Linked DNA regions of Arachis hypogaea: region 1 is linked to region 2. The links are chromatin contacts, called in public Hi-C maps. All regions are on one chromosome and are shown on one strand. The core of a region is the stretch at or near the end of the contact, and the rest is flanking DNA. Distances in the headings are between cores, read along the strand shown. Region 1 holds the start of LOC112754654 (protein sym-1). Region 2 holds the start of LOC112757358.

What was found. A called contact is a pair of places that touch in the nucleus more often than the background predicts.
Region 1: a contact with region 2 is called in a Hi-C map of leaf, with 4 times the contacts expected there. The contact joins the promoter of LOC112754654 here to the promoter of LOC112757358 in region 2. A contact is called at or near these places in 2 of 8 Hi-C or Micro-C datasets (both in leaf).

Annotation. Positions count from the first base shown.
Region 1 is chr16:112,288,147-112,294,828 of arahy.Tifrunner.gnm2.J5K5, reverse strand. It overlaps LOC112754654 (protein sym-1), which reads left to right and starts at 1,891. Exons shown (of 8, transcript XM_025802354.2): 1 at 1,891-2,398; 2 at 2,963-3,050; 3 at 3,691-3,785; 4 at 4,053-4,125; 5 at 4,236-4,328; 6 at 4,448-4,534; 7 at 5,525-5,602; 8 at 5,749-6,023. The coding sequence starts at 2,088. The coding sequence ends at 5,602.
Region 2 is chr16:111,789,201-111,796,118 of arahy.Tifrunner.gnm2.J5K5, reverse strand. LOC112757358 reads right to left here and starts at 5,486. Exons shown (of 1, transcript XM_025805945.1): 1 at 4,725-5,486. The coding sequence starts at 5,486. The coding sequence ends at 4,725.

The DNA of each region.
Region 1 (6,682 bases), core at 642-3,141, 500 kb before region 2:
ATTCATTAATTTTATGAGTTATATGTTGTCTTTATCATCTATATATCACTTTTTTTTAACTTAAATTCTTTTAATATCATTTACTTGTAATAATATCTTTAAAAATATATATTGTAATGATTCATAAAAATAAAATTAAAAAATTAAATATTATTTTTAATTATTAAAATATTAATAATATTCATATTTGTATTTTATCTAATAGTTTTATTATTGTACTATAGTATTTAAATATAACTTTAAAAAGATAAAAAAATAAATAAAACTAATTATTTAAAAAATAAAAATAAAAAAAATTATATAAAATCAGGTGAATAAACTTTTATTGCATTTTTTATTACTTATTATAATATATTAAAAGAGAGCTCGAGATAGTTTTATAATCATTTTTAAACATTTGATTTTATTCTATGTTGTCACATAAGAATTTTTTCTTTATGTGGCATAATTTTCTATCTTTACATTATGCCATAAAATTCTCATTGTATTTTTATTTTCTCGCAATAACCTATCTTTCTATAATATTATAGGATTCTTTTTAAACCTTAACTTTTTATATTCTTTTACTCTTTATTTTTATGTAGGTTACATTATTGCTTTGTTAATTTTTTTTAATAGGTATAAATTTAATTAAAATCTAATTCTTTCTCTACTTCTTTCATACTCATCATTCATTCTTATATTTACTATATAAATCAACATTCACTTCACATATTTTTTTTATCTCCTCTCATATAATTTCATACTTCTTTCTTTTTCTTCCTTTCTATTCTTCCTAATTTTTTACACAACTAGAATTTAGTTGATAGCAAAATTTTTTTTAATTTGCTAAACATATATATTAGGTGATTGTGTGATTGTATTCATTAATTTTTTTATTTTTTTGTGTAATTTATACTCATAAGTTATATAATGTCTTTGTCGCCTATATATATATATCACTTTTTTTCTTTTAATAATTTATATTTTTTTAATATTATTTAATTGTAGCAATATTGTTAAAAATACATGTTCTCATGATTCATGAAAAATAAAATTAAAAAATTGAATGTCATTTTTAATTATTAAAATATTAATAATATTCATATTTATATTTTATCTAATAATTTTATTACTGTACCATAGTATTTAAATATAATCTAAAAAAATAAAAAATAAACAAAAGTAACTAGTTAAAAAATAAAAATAAAAATAAAAAATAATAATATAAAATCAGAAGCGTAAGAAAGAAGAAAATAACCCTTGGCTTAATGTCCGGGAAAAAGCTAGCATGATTGTAGCAATCCCCGAAGCAAGGAAATCCGTCTTAGTGCCTTCCTTCTTTAAACCAAAAGGCATCACTGTGTAATAGATGTTACCTTTCGGAGTCTCGTCGTTAAGGTGAAATTTCATGTTCTCCTAATAATAATAAGATTACTCAAAAATAAAACAATTTCTTTTTTATATTCAAAATTGGAATAAATACTAAAGAAATGTTTCAATTGAATATTTTTATTACTTATAGTCTAATTTATGTATAATTTTATTTTTTATAATTATTAAATTTTAAATTAATTTTTTTATTTTAAATTGTCATTTATTATCAACAGTTATAAAATTTAAATTAATTTTGATATGTTATTAGACAAAATTTTAAATTTTTAATCAATTAAATTTAATTTATATTATTATTTAATTAAATTATAAAATAATGATTAAACATAATTATTATCTAGATTAAAACGATATATTTTTTATATCTTTTTTATTGAATAATAATATTATTAGATCATATATAAATGGTCAAATTAAATAAATATATTATACAATATTTTTTGTAATAAATTTTAAATTTAATATTAATTTATATATTATCTAATATATATTCCTAAGCAATATTTATAGCATTTTAAATTTATTCTATATAATATAATTAATTTAACTTGTATAAAAGAGTTTTGGAACCCGCAGCGGCAAGCCGCCAAGTGGGCACTGGATAGTGCCATCGCTGGCGGCAAAAACGGAAGTGGTGGAGTCGACTGTAAGTGTAACTCTGTAAGCACTCAGCATTCAGCAAAGACCTCTAAAACCCTTTCTTCTGCGAAACAATGGCGTCAGTGACTCACCACTCCCTACTCTTCACTAACCTTTCTTCTCAACCACTCATTTCCTGTGTTCCTTCTTCTCCAATATTCCGTCTTCCTTCTACCCAATCCTGCGCTCACCCTTCTCTCACCTCCACCTGCTCTCTCCCTTCCTTCGTCACCAATCTCCGCTTCCGCAATTCCCGCCTCTCTGCCCTACCCGACGACGCTTCTGTCGGATCTCGTGGCCCTGGAGGCTCCGATTCCGGCGGAGGTAGTGGCGGCGGCGACGGCAGCCACGCTGGTGGAGGAGATAATTCGTCATTCTTGTCATGGTAATAATCAATTAATCATACTTAGGGATTAAGGGATTAGTGTTATTCTTGTTAGTGAGAAATGTTTCTTTTTTATATTAATCATTATTTTTTTTTTACCTCTTGCAACAATGTTTTGTTTGGACGCAAAACAAGTTAACTGAATGAACTCTAGTACAGAAAATTGAAGTCACTATGTTATCATCGGTCGGTAGTGGGTTTTATGTATAGATATTCGTGATTAGTGACTGCAGCTTTTTTTTTTGTCAAAGATTATATATAGAGGCTACTACATTTTCTATTATTTCATCATTTTGGATGGTTAGAGTGTATATAGAAATTAAATGGATGTTTCATGTGCACTGGGAGATCTAGAAAACAGAACCCTGGGGTGACTCTATGAAAGAAACAATGGTTGAAATTTTTTCAAAAAAAAAAAAAAAGGATAATGACTGAGCATTAGAGAATACAGATCACTGAAGCAAAATGATTAAAGATTCAAGGGGTTCTTCTTTCAGTCAATTCAGGGGGATTTTTTTTTTCATTTTTTTGGAAATCTAACATAACTTCACCTGTTCACCACAGGTATTTGGCTGTTCTTGGAAAAAACCCTGTTGCAGTAAAAGCTATAACATCTGCAATTTTGACACTAATTGGAGATTTGATATGCCAGGTATGCTGTCCCTGTTTCTATTCTTTGTTGAAGCATATGCATTTCCAGATCTTTATGACATGAAATGCATGAGATACATACAGGTAAATTCCTATAGAAACTTTATTCTATGCCATGGAGGCATGATTCAAGTGCATTGCTACCTTATGGTATGTGGACAAAGGACTGAATAATGTAAGGTTTCTAGGAATTCAAAGCTTATTTATTCTGAATAGATGATGGCTAACAACTTTATTATTAAAAAAAAAGAAAAAGAAAGAAGGTGAAGAAATCTGTACTTTTCTTTTGTGCATGGTTTATATCAACTTATGGTGTTGCCAATATTTTTTACTGCTCTGCACGGGGATCAGATGTTATCATGGAGGAATCTGAAGTTTAATTAGTGGAATGCTGCGGACTACCTAATTAATATCTATGTCTTATGTGTTGTGATATCTTCTTTTATTCTGTCATTCATATTGTTGCTTTCTGAATTTTATTTATTTTATCAATTTAAGCAAATCCTCATTATCAAGGTCAACATGGCATCCATCTGAATTTGATTTTTTTATGTGTATCTTCTAAAACTCAATGCTTAATTTTCTATTTGAAAAATTGTGATTGTATGCACTCTCTAAGTATATTCAATTTATTTTCGTAGCTTGTAATAGACCAAGTGCGGTATTTGGACTTGAAGAGGACGTTTATTTTCACTCTGCTTGGTTTTGTCTTAGTAGGTCCAACATTGCATTTCTGGTAGTGCTCTTGAACCCATTTTATAGTCATGCCTAAAATTCAACTAATTCGTTATGTTCTTTCGAATTTGATCAATTTTTAACTAATGTTCAGAAATATCAATGCAACTATCATGCTTTCAGAAATACTAATGCAATTATCGTGCTTTAAGTTATGGTTCTGTTCTGAAATGCAGTGCTTTTGTGTTGATAAATTTTCAAATTTTTAATTTCCCCAATTAATTTTTTTTACTAGGATAATTTCCTGATTCTTGCTTTGAATCTTCAGGTACTTGTATCTAAGTAAATTGGTTACACTACCTGGAGCATTGGGTGCACTTTTGCGTCTTGTAATTGATCAGGTAGGAAAATTCCATCGGCCCCAACCCTACAGTGTACTGTTACTAATCAATCATTAACTGTGTGCTGAGTTTGGTATTTTAATTCTGAGCATGGTGAAATATGATTGCAGTTCTTATTTTCCCCCATATTCATTGCGGTTTTCTTAGCTACATTGGTCACACTTGAGGGAGGGCCATCACAAGCTATCCCCAAACTTAAACAGGTGTGGTTAATGGTTTTAGGCTTTTAGCTTGTACATTCATGTAAAATGTGTATACAAAGAGGGATATTTCCATTGTAGCATTGGAAAGTGCGTATTCATCCTCAAATTTCATTTTGCAGGAGTGGTTTTCTTCTGTTGTGGCAAACTGGCAATTATGGATACCTTTTCAATTTCTCAACTTCAGATTTGTTCCGCAGCAATTCCAGGTTAGGCTGACTAACCAAACCATATATATATATATCACTTTGAAACTTGCTCGAGTTAAAATTGTTGCTTACAAATGCTAGTTTTATACTGTTCTTTATTCAAATTCATTTGAGTGCGCCACCTTTCTGTATTTAGTCAATTGCATCTAATGAGATTTCAAAATGCATCAACTTTCTAGTTTTGGTGAATTGCATCACATAACCGCACAGATCACATTTTTCACCAGTCTATTAGTTGAACAATAAAGAACATCATACACGAGGACGACATTTTTGTTTTAACATTTCTATTTTTCATCTTGCAATTTGTTTGGATGGCTGGTGCCTGGTAGGAGTTTGAGAGTCCTATATCAGTTCTCTTCACATAATGCATTCGCACCATGCTAACTGAATTTCTATCCTCAACCGCCCACTTTTATTCCGACTCTTTTTATCATTTCACTATGAACGACAATGGTTATGAATGAAAGCAGGGATGTTATATGTGGGGGCTTAGAAGATCTTCAAGCCGCGGGAACATAATCATATTTTGCCGTACATCCATGGGGACTGAAACCATTCCTGAATTTGTTCTTATTGCGAGTAATCCCTGTCCATACACGTCTATATGAGCTTTGTGCTATCCCATCGCACTCCATTAACAAAATAACTAACCATCACTCCCCTACTAATTTAAACTTTAAACCCTAAATTCACCTACTGACATACGCTTGTTTCAACTTGGGGCTTAAGCTGCCTCAGTACCCCTGGCATAACGAACAGTCGAACACAAATCAGCATGATATCACTATGCCATTATTCTTGAATTAGTTTCATTGAGGAGTTATCATGCGTCTGAAATTGGAGTTATCAAATTTTTGACACTTACGTAGTGATATTTTTCCCAAACAGTTTTCATTGGCTGTAGCACATAAAGTTTTCTTCAATTTTCTTAGATCTACTACCTTTTCTACTGCTGAGATTAAAAAAAGCATGTGGAAATGATTTCAGGTCCTTGCTGCTAATGTTATTGCTTTGGTATGGAATGTTATTCTCTCATTTAAGGCGCACAAAGTTGTTCAAAAATAGGTAAGCTTCATGTTCAGTGAATGCAGAGGACCTAAATTTAACTAGCCTCATTATTTAAGGAATTCTAATGTATATGAGATGAAGCACCAAGCAAAAGATTTTGACCTGCAGTTCCAATTTGTATCTGGGCTTTTTTTTGGATGCAGATTGTGGTAATATAATTTTTTTTTGTCATAAATTACACACACACGCAAACATTACACGAGAAAAATAAAGGCAAACAGGAACCAAGGGACAATTGAACAAGTCTACATATGAAAACTTGGTTGAAGTAGAATGTCAGAAAGCACAAGAAGCAAAGCAGGGTTGGGCTCTCATGTTTATTTCATATGTACAATTGTTGAATAAAACAATCAGACCAAAAAAAACTCAAGACTTTTTGTTTATTTATTATATTAAGAGTATTGAGATTCTTTTTTAAGGGTAACTGTTGATATTTTAGTTATAGTCATCACCTTTTTAAGTTTAAAAATAGGCGAAATCGAAGTATTCTCAATGATGCACTTTTATCAATTAAGTATTTAAGAACAAAAAGAAAAAAGGAAATAATAGTGCACCTTTATTGCGGTTTTTACAATTTAATTTTAACATGTCAAATATGAGTTAATACAATTTGGTCCCTGAAATTTGAAGTCGGAATCAAATGGATCTCTAGAATTCCAGTTAACCCAAATTGGACGCAAAATTTACAATCAAAACTCGCGTTAATCCTTGGGTTGAATTTTGTTAATAACATGTTGATTTAGTATGTTAACTTGTTGCAATTTGAATTTCTCACCTAAGTTCTATGTGATCAAGACTTATTAGAGATTTTAAAAATTTGACTGCAGCCTTGAGAGTTTTAAAATTTTCAAATTGAACTTATTGTTGTTTCTGTGAGGATGTTGGGAAATGGAGAGCCAGTGAAGCTTTTAGAATCTCTAGTAGACTTCAATCATAGAAACCAGGTGAAGAGTCCAAATTGTGGCAAGCTAATGTGCAAAATCAGCACACTGTTAGCGAACATCAGTTCAAGAGATAACTGTCTAAACTTAACACTTGTCATGAATTCAGCTAAGGAAAAGTCTAGGGACCAGTAAT
Region 2 (6,918 bases), core at 4,237-6,736:
TGGGGCTGGCCATCTCGGCCATGCCTGGACCTTCACTTATGTATTTTCAACGGTAGAGTTTCTACACTCCATAGATTAAGGTGTGGAGCTTTGCTGTTCCTCAAAGATTAATGCAAAGTACTACTGTTTTCTATTCAATTCATCTTATTTCGCTTCTAAGATATTCATTCGCACTTCAACCTGAATGTGATGAACGTGACAATCATCATCATTCCCTATGAACGCGTGCCTGACAACCACTTCCGTTCTACCTTCGACTGAATGAGTATCTCTTAGATCTCCTAACCAGAATCTTCGTGGTGTAAGCTAGAATGATGGCGGCATTCAAGAGAATCCAGAAAGTCTAAACCTTGTCCGTGGTATTCCGAGTAGGATTCAATGAATGAATGACTGTGACGAGCTCCAAACTCGCGATTGCAGGGCGTTAGTGACAGACGCAAAAGGATAGTAAATCCTATTCCAGCATGATCGAGAACCGACAGATGAATAGCCGTGCCGTGACAGGGTGCGTTGACCATTTTCACTGAGAGGATAAGATGAAGCCATTGACAAGGGTGATGCCTCCAGACGATTAGCCGTGCCGTGACAAGGCATTGGATCATTTTCCCGAGAGATGACCGAAAGTAGCCATTGACAGTGGTGATGTATCACATAAAGCCAGCCATGGAAAGGAGTAAGACTGATTGGATGAAGATAGCAGGAAAGCAGAGGTTCAGAGGAACGAAAGTATCTCCATTCGCTTATCTAAAATTCTCACCAATTAATTACATAAGTATTTCTATCCCTATTCTATTAATTATTATTCGAAAACACCATTATCAATTTATATCTGCCTAACTGAGATTTGCAAGGTGACCATAGCTTGCTTCATACCAACAATCTCCGTGGGATTCGACCCTTACTCACGTAAGGTATTACTTGGACGACCCAGTGCACTTGCTGGTCAGTTACACGGAGTTGTGAACCATGGTCTTGGCATCATGTTTTTGGCGCCATTTCCAGGGAAAGAAAGAGCAATGAATTTTACATAATTAAAGTGTAATCACGATTCCGCGTACCAGTATCACTGCGTCGACCCCGTATGTTAGGCGAAAGGGGGTTTCGACCGTGGCGCTTTGCTCGGTTGTTCGGTAGGACCATAGGACAGAAGCGAGCTCGTCGTCCCATGCTCCTTTCTTGTTGTCTAGGCGCTTCTTTAGGCCAAGTAGGATGACTTTGTTTGCGGCTTCTACTTGCCCATTCGTCTGGGGATGCTCTACCGAGGAGAACCTCTGTTTTATCCCCAGGCCAGCGAGGAATTCCGTGAACTTCTTGTCCGTGAACTGTGTCCCATTATCCGAGATGACGACCTCTGGGATACCGAAACGGGTTATCACCTGCCTCCACATGAACTTTCGGCAGTTGGAGGACGATATTGTGGCCAGTGGTTCAGCCTCTACCCATTTGGTGTAGTAATCAATGGCGACAATGAGGTATTTAACTTGTCCTGGGCCGACTGGGAAAGGTCCCAGGAGGTCAACTCCCCATTGACTGAAAGGTCGAGTGGTCGTCAGTGAACTCAGCTCGGAGGCCGGCGCCTTGTGGAAGTTAGCGTTTTGTTGACACTTTATGCACCTTTTGACAAATTCCTTTGAGTCTTTCATCATTGTCGGCCAATAGTACCCGGCTCGGATGAGCTTCCTCGCTAGGGCTTTGCCCCCGATGTGGTGCCCGCAACACCCCTCGTGGACTTCTCTAAGTACATAGTCCGTCTGGTCGGGGTGTAAACATTTCAATAGGGGTTGGCTGAGTCCCTTTTTGAACAGTTGTCCTTGTATGATCGCATATCTGGCCGCCTCTCTTCTCAAAGTTTTGGCTGCTTTCTCATCGTCAGGTAACTTGCCGAGTTCCAGGAAGTTTATGATGGGGTCCAACCATGAGGGGCTTGACTCCGTCAGATGGAGAGCGACCGTTGGATCCTTCACCATGCCCTGGATGATAGGCCGGTTACCCGCTCTCAGTTTCGTGCTCGCTAGTTTGGACAAGAGGTCCGCCCGTGTGTTCCTTTCTCTTGGGACGTGTTGGATCGTGACCTCTTGGAACTGACTTGTCATTTCTTTGACCTTTTCCAGGTATTTTTGCAGGAGGGGGTCCCGGGCTTGGTAGCTTCCGTTTACTTGGGAGGTGACGACATGTGAGTCGCTGCATACTTCGACCTTCGTTGCCCCGACTTCACGGGCTAGTATTAGTCCGCTTAAGAGAGCTTCATATTCCACTTGATTGTTTGACACAGGGAACTCGAACTTGGTCGATTGCTCGTAGATGACTCCTGCCGGGCTTTCTAAGATGACCCCTGCTCCCCCGGACGTTTGGTTGGAGGCCCCGTCCACGTGGAGCCTCCACCGTGTGCCCTTTTCCTCGGAGGGATCACCCGTTACCTCAACCAAGAAGTCAGCCATTGCCTGGGCTTTGATTGCGTGCCGGGGCTCATACTGCAAGTCGTATTGGGAGAGTTCGATGGCCCAAGTCATCATCCTACCAGCCAAATCGGGTTTTTGTAGTACTTGGCGAATTGCCTGGTCCGTTCTCACGACTATACGGTGACCCTGGAAGTATTGCCTTAACCTTCGGGAGGAAGTTAGGAGTGTCAAAGCCAGCTTTTCTAGTTTGCTGTACCTCAGCTCGGCTCCTTGTAGAGCCCTACTCACGAAGTAGACTGGCTGCTGAGCTTTCCCTTCTTCTCTTACGAGCACCGCTGCAAGCACTTCCTCTGTTACTGCCAGGTAGAGGTAGAGTGATTCTCTGGCCTTGGGCTTCCCGAGCACCGGGGGCGCTGCTAAAATCTCCTTGAAGTGGTTGAATGCCTCCTCGCACGCCGGGGTCCATTCGAATGCTATTCCCTTTTTCATCAGATTGAAGAAGGGCAGGGCTTTTGCTGCCGATGCACCGAGGAAACGGGATAATGCCGTCAGTCTCCCCGCCAATCGTTGGACATCTTTGATACAACCCGGGCTCTTCATCTGGAGAATCGCTTGGCATTTCTCGGGGTTGGCTTCCACTCCTCTTTGGGTGATCATGAATCCCAGGAACTTTCCTGCTTCCATGGCAAAGACACATTTGAGCGGGTTAAGCCTCATGCCGTGTTTCCGGAGGGACGCAAATACGCCTCCCAGGTCACTCAGGAGATCGTCTGGCCATGTGGTTTTTGCGAGGATGTCGTCCATGTAGACTTCCACTGTCTTGCCTATAAGCTCACTGAATATTTTGTTCATCAGTCTCTGGTATGTGGCGCCAGCATTTTTCAGACCAAATGGCATTACTTTGTAGCAATAGGTCCCTCCTGGCGTTATGAACGCCATTTTTTCCTCGTCGGGTCGGTGTATCGGTATCTGGTTATACCCAGAATAGGCGTCCATGAAGCTCAGACATCGGTATCCCGCCGCCGCGTCGACGAGCGCGTCAATGTTGGGCAGGGGGTAGCAGTCCTTAGGACATGCCTTATTGAGGTCAGAGTAGTCTACACACATTCTCCACCTCCCATTGTGTTTCGTCACCAAAACTACGTTCGACAGCCAGGTCGAGTAGTCCAGTTCCCGGATGAACCCCGTTTCAAGGAGGCTGGCCGCCTGCCTGGCCACCTCCTCTGCCCGTTCCTGTGACATCTTTCTCTTCCTCTGGGCCACTGGCTTAGCTTCCGGTTTGACGGCCAGATGGTGTGACATGAGCTGGGGATCTATCCCTGGCATGTCGACTAGCGTCCAAGCGAAGAGGTCGGCATTGGCTCTGATCATCTCTATCAGAGGCTCCTTTAATTCATGGGGAAGGTTTCTGTTTATGAACGTGAATTTCTCGTCCCCATCACCAACCCTAAATTTTTCCAAATCCCCTTCTGGCTCAGGTCTGTGCTTATCTTCTATCCTGGCGTCCAGGTCGGCGAGGAAAACTCCTTAAGCTTCTTTGGACTTTTTCCTGAGGGAGAGGCTGGCGTGGTCGCAGGCAACCGCCGTTTCCAAGTCTCCTCTGATAGATCCTACGGATCCGTCATCAGCAACAAACTTCATCACGAGCAGCTTCGTACTAATGGCAGCCCCCAGGTCGTTGATGGTTTTCCTCCCCAAGATAACGTTATAAGCTGTGAAATCCCGTAAGATTACAAAATCTGCCATGACTGTTCTTCGTCTCTGCCCCTGACCCACGGAGGTCGGGAGCGAGATGATTCCATCCGGCTTGATGAAGTGGTCTCCCAGTCCTACCACACCGTGCTGGTGGGTCGCCAGGTCGGCGTCTCTCAATCCCAGGGCATCGAAAACGTTTCTAAACATGATGTTTGAGTCTGCCCCTGTATCTACCAGGATTCGTTTGACGAGGCCTGTTCGGATCCTGGCCATAATGACTATGGGTGGGCTTTCCGGCACCTCGTCGAACCATTGGTCTTCTGGGCCGAAGGAGATGGATGGGAGACTCCGGGAACTTCTAGCAGACGAGGAGGAGACCGTTAGGACCTTGGCGTCCTTTTTCTGTGCCGATTTTGACCTTGGGGCGGTATTCCTGGCCATTACTACGTTTACCACCGTGAGGCCGTGGTCGTCGCCCTCTGGTTCTTGGCGTCGCCTTGTTGACCGGGACCTGTCCTCGCCATCGTGGTCCCGATTACGTCTCCTCGGCTCCCTTATAAGGTGTGAGAAGTCAGCTAGTTTTCCATCCCTGATTGCTTGTTCCAGGGCGTCCTTTAGGTCGAAGCAGTCTTAGGTCTTGTGCCCGTAACCCTTGTGATAGTCGTAGTAGAGGTTCTTGTTTCCCCCCGTCCTGTCTTTCAGAGGTCGGGGCCTCGACAGTATCCCCTTCTCTGCAATCTGTTGGTAAACTTCGGTGATCGTCGCCGTGAGGGGGGTATAGTTAGTGAACTTCCCGACTCTAGGAACAGGTTTGGGTGCTTTGCCTAGACCGCCGTCCCTGGCGTGTTCCTTTGGCCTCTCTCTGCTTTCGTAGTGCCGGGTTTGGTTGTACGCGGGTTGCCGTTTATTAGCAGCCACGACCCGGCTAACTTCCTCATCGTTGATGTACTCTTTGGCCACGCACTGGATCTCTTGCATTGTCCAGACGGGCTTTGTGGTAAGATGTTTCCTAAAGTCCTCATTCGAGAGGCCATTCGTCAGACACAAACTTGCCACCGAGTCCGTCAAGCCGTCAATCTCGAGGCACTCATCGTTGAAGCGATCCAAGTATTTCCTGGTCGGCTCCCCGGCTCTCTGAGTCACCCCCAGCAAATTGATCGGGTGCTTAGCTTTGACGATCCTGGTCGTGAACTGAGCTAGGAAAGCATGGCTGATGTCGGATAATTGGGTCACCGAGCCCTGTGGGAGGTTATTGAACCACCGTATTGCTGGGCCAGCCAAGATGACCGGGAAGGCGCGACATCTTACCTCGTCACCTACTCCTTCCAAGTTCATCCTGGCCTCAAAGGCCGTTAAGTGTTCCAGGGGATCTTGTGTTCCATCATACTTCATGTCCGTTGGCTTGTCAAAGTGTTTTGGCAGCCGGACCTCGAGTACGGAACGGTGGAAAGGGGTCGCTCCTATTATCACGGGTCCCTAGGTAATTCTTCTCAGCTCGACGTTCTCCCGACGCGCGTCCTCGTCGCCCCTGTTCGATGCGTGTCGCCTCTCGCGTCTGGCGTAGATGATGGGGTCTCGACTTCTTCTTCTGGCGCGTCCCCGTCCCCCTGTGCTTTCTGACTCATACTGGGGGCTGGGTGTGCGCCTTGAGCGGCTCCTCGAGCGGGAACTGGTGGGGCTTTGCTCCAGAGTGCGTTGGTCGTGTTCCCTGTCTGCTAGCCTGCGTTCTAAGTCTTGCATCCTGTGGCGTAGCTCTTGCATTATCCTGGCGTGGTTGTCGCCAGTCCCTCCGAAGGGGCGTCTTTCGTGAGTTTGCGTCGTGTCCCTTGGAGGCGACCTCTGTTGTTGTCGAGTTTCCGTCGCAACGGCGCCCCCCAGGCACGGGGGGCGCGGCCTCGCAGCCTGTCCCAGTTTGGACTAGCACGAAGTCCATGGACGATCCCCACAGACGGCGCCAATGTTCGGTATCTCGGTTACCAGACGGTTCGGGTCAAGATTCTGGGTGATAGGAGGGGCTCGTCAGGTCACGGTTCTTCGGTCAGATGGATGCGAGGTCCCGAGTACTTCGTGTGGAGAGGGGGGTGCCACCTGCAAAGACACTCCGACGCTCTTGTCAGACAATGTGCAGGCGAAAAAAGGGGTGATGTAGAAAATGTGACGTACCTCGGGGGAAGATCCAGTCTTCCCCTTATATACATGTCAGTGGTGGGCTCCCCATGGGGACAGGCCCATATTCTAAAGGATGCTGTCCCCTAGCTGTGTGCGAGCTGTACAGAACGCGTCTCCGGGTCAGTTACAGGATGCGTGGCCGGACCGGGTGGAGCTCGGGTCGGGTCGACCCGCGGAATCTTGGGCCAGGCCGTAACAGTTTGGTTTAAAGTAAATTGGTGTCAACTGTTAACATCATCATTTGTATTTGAAAACGTTACCAAAGGTAATTACTACAAGGGGGAATATTGTTCCGGTGGTGGTGATAAAAATTATTTTTGACTGTATTATTTTAATATTATTTTTTTATTTTATATACTTAGATGCATGAATCATATAATATTATTTAAGTATGAATGTTTATTATTTACTTGGCACTTGCCAACAAAGAGAAAATGTATGTGTCAACTTTTACAACAGATTTTTCTTTTTTCTTTTTTTTTTTAAAAAAAAAGGGTTAACATAGTTAAAGAAGCTGTAGATTATTTATTTTTTCTTTGATAAATTACAGACTATAATGTACTCATTAGGCACAACAAGTAGTTTAGGACTAATGTCAAGAATTAGAGAACAATGTTATAATTTGAAGCTCTGTTTAACTTTGCAACTTATAAAT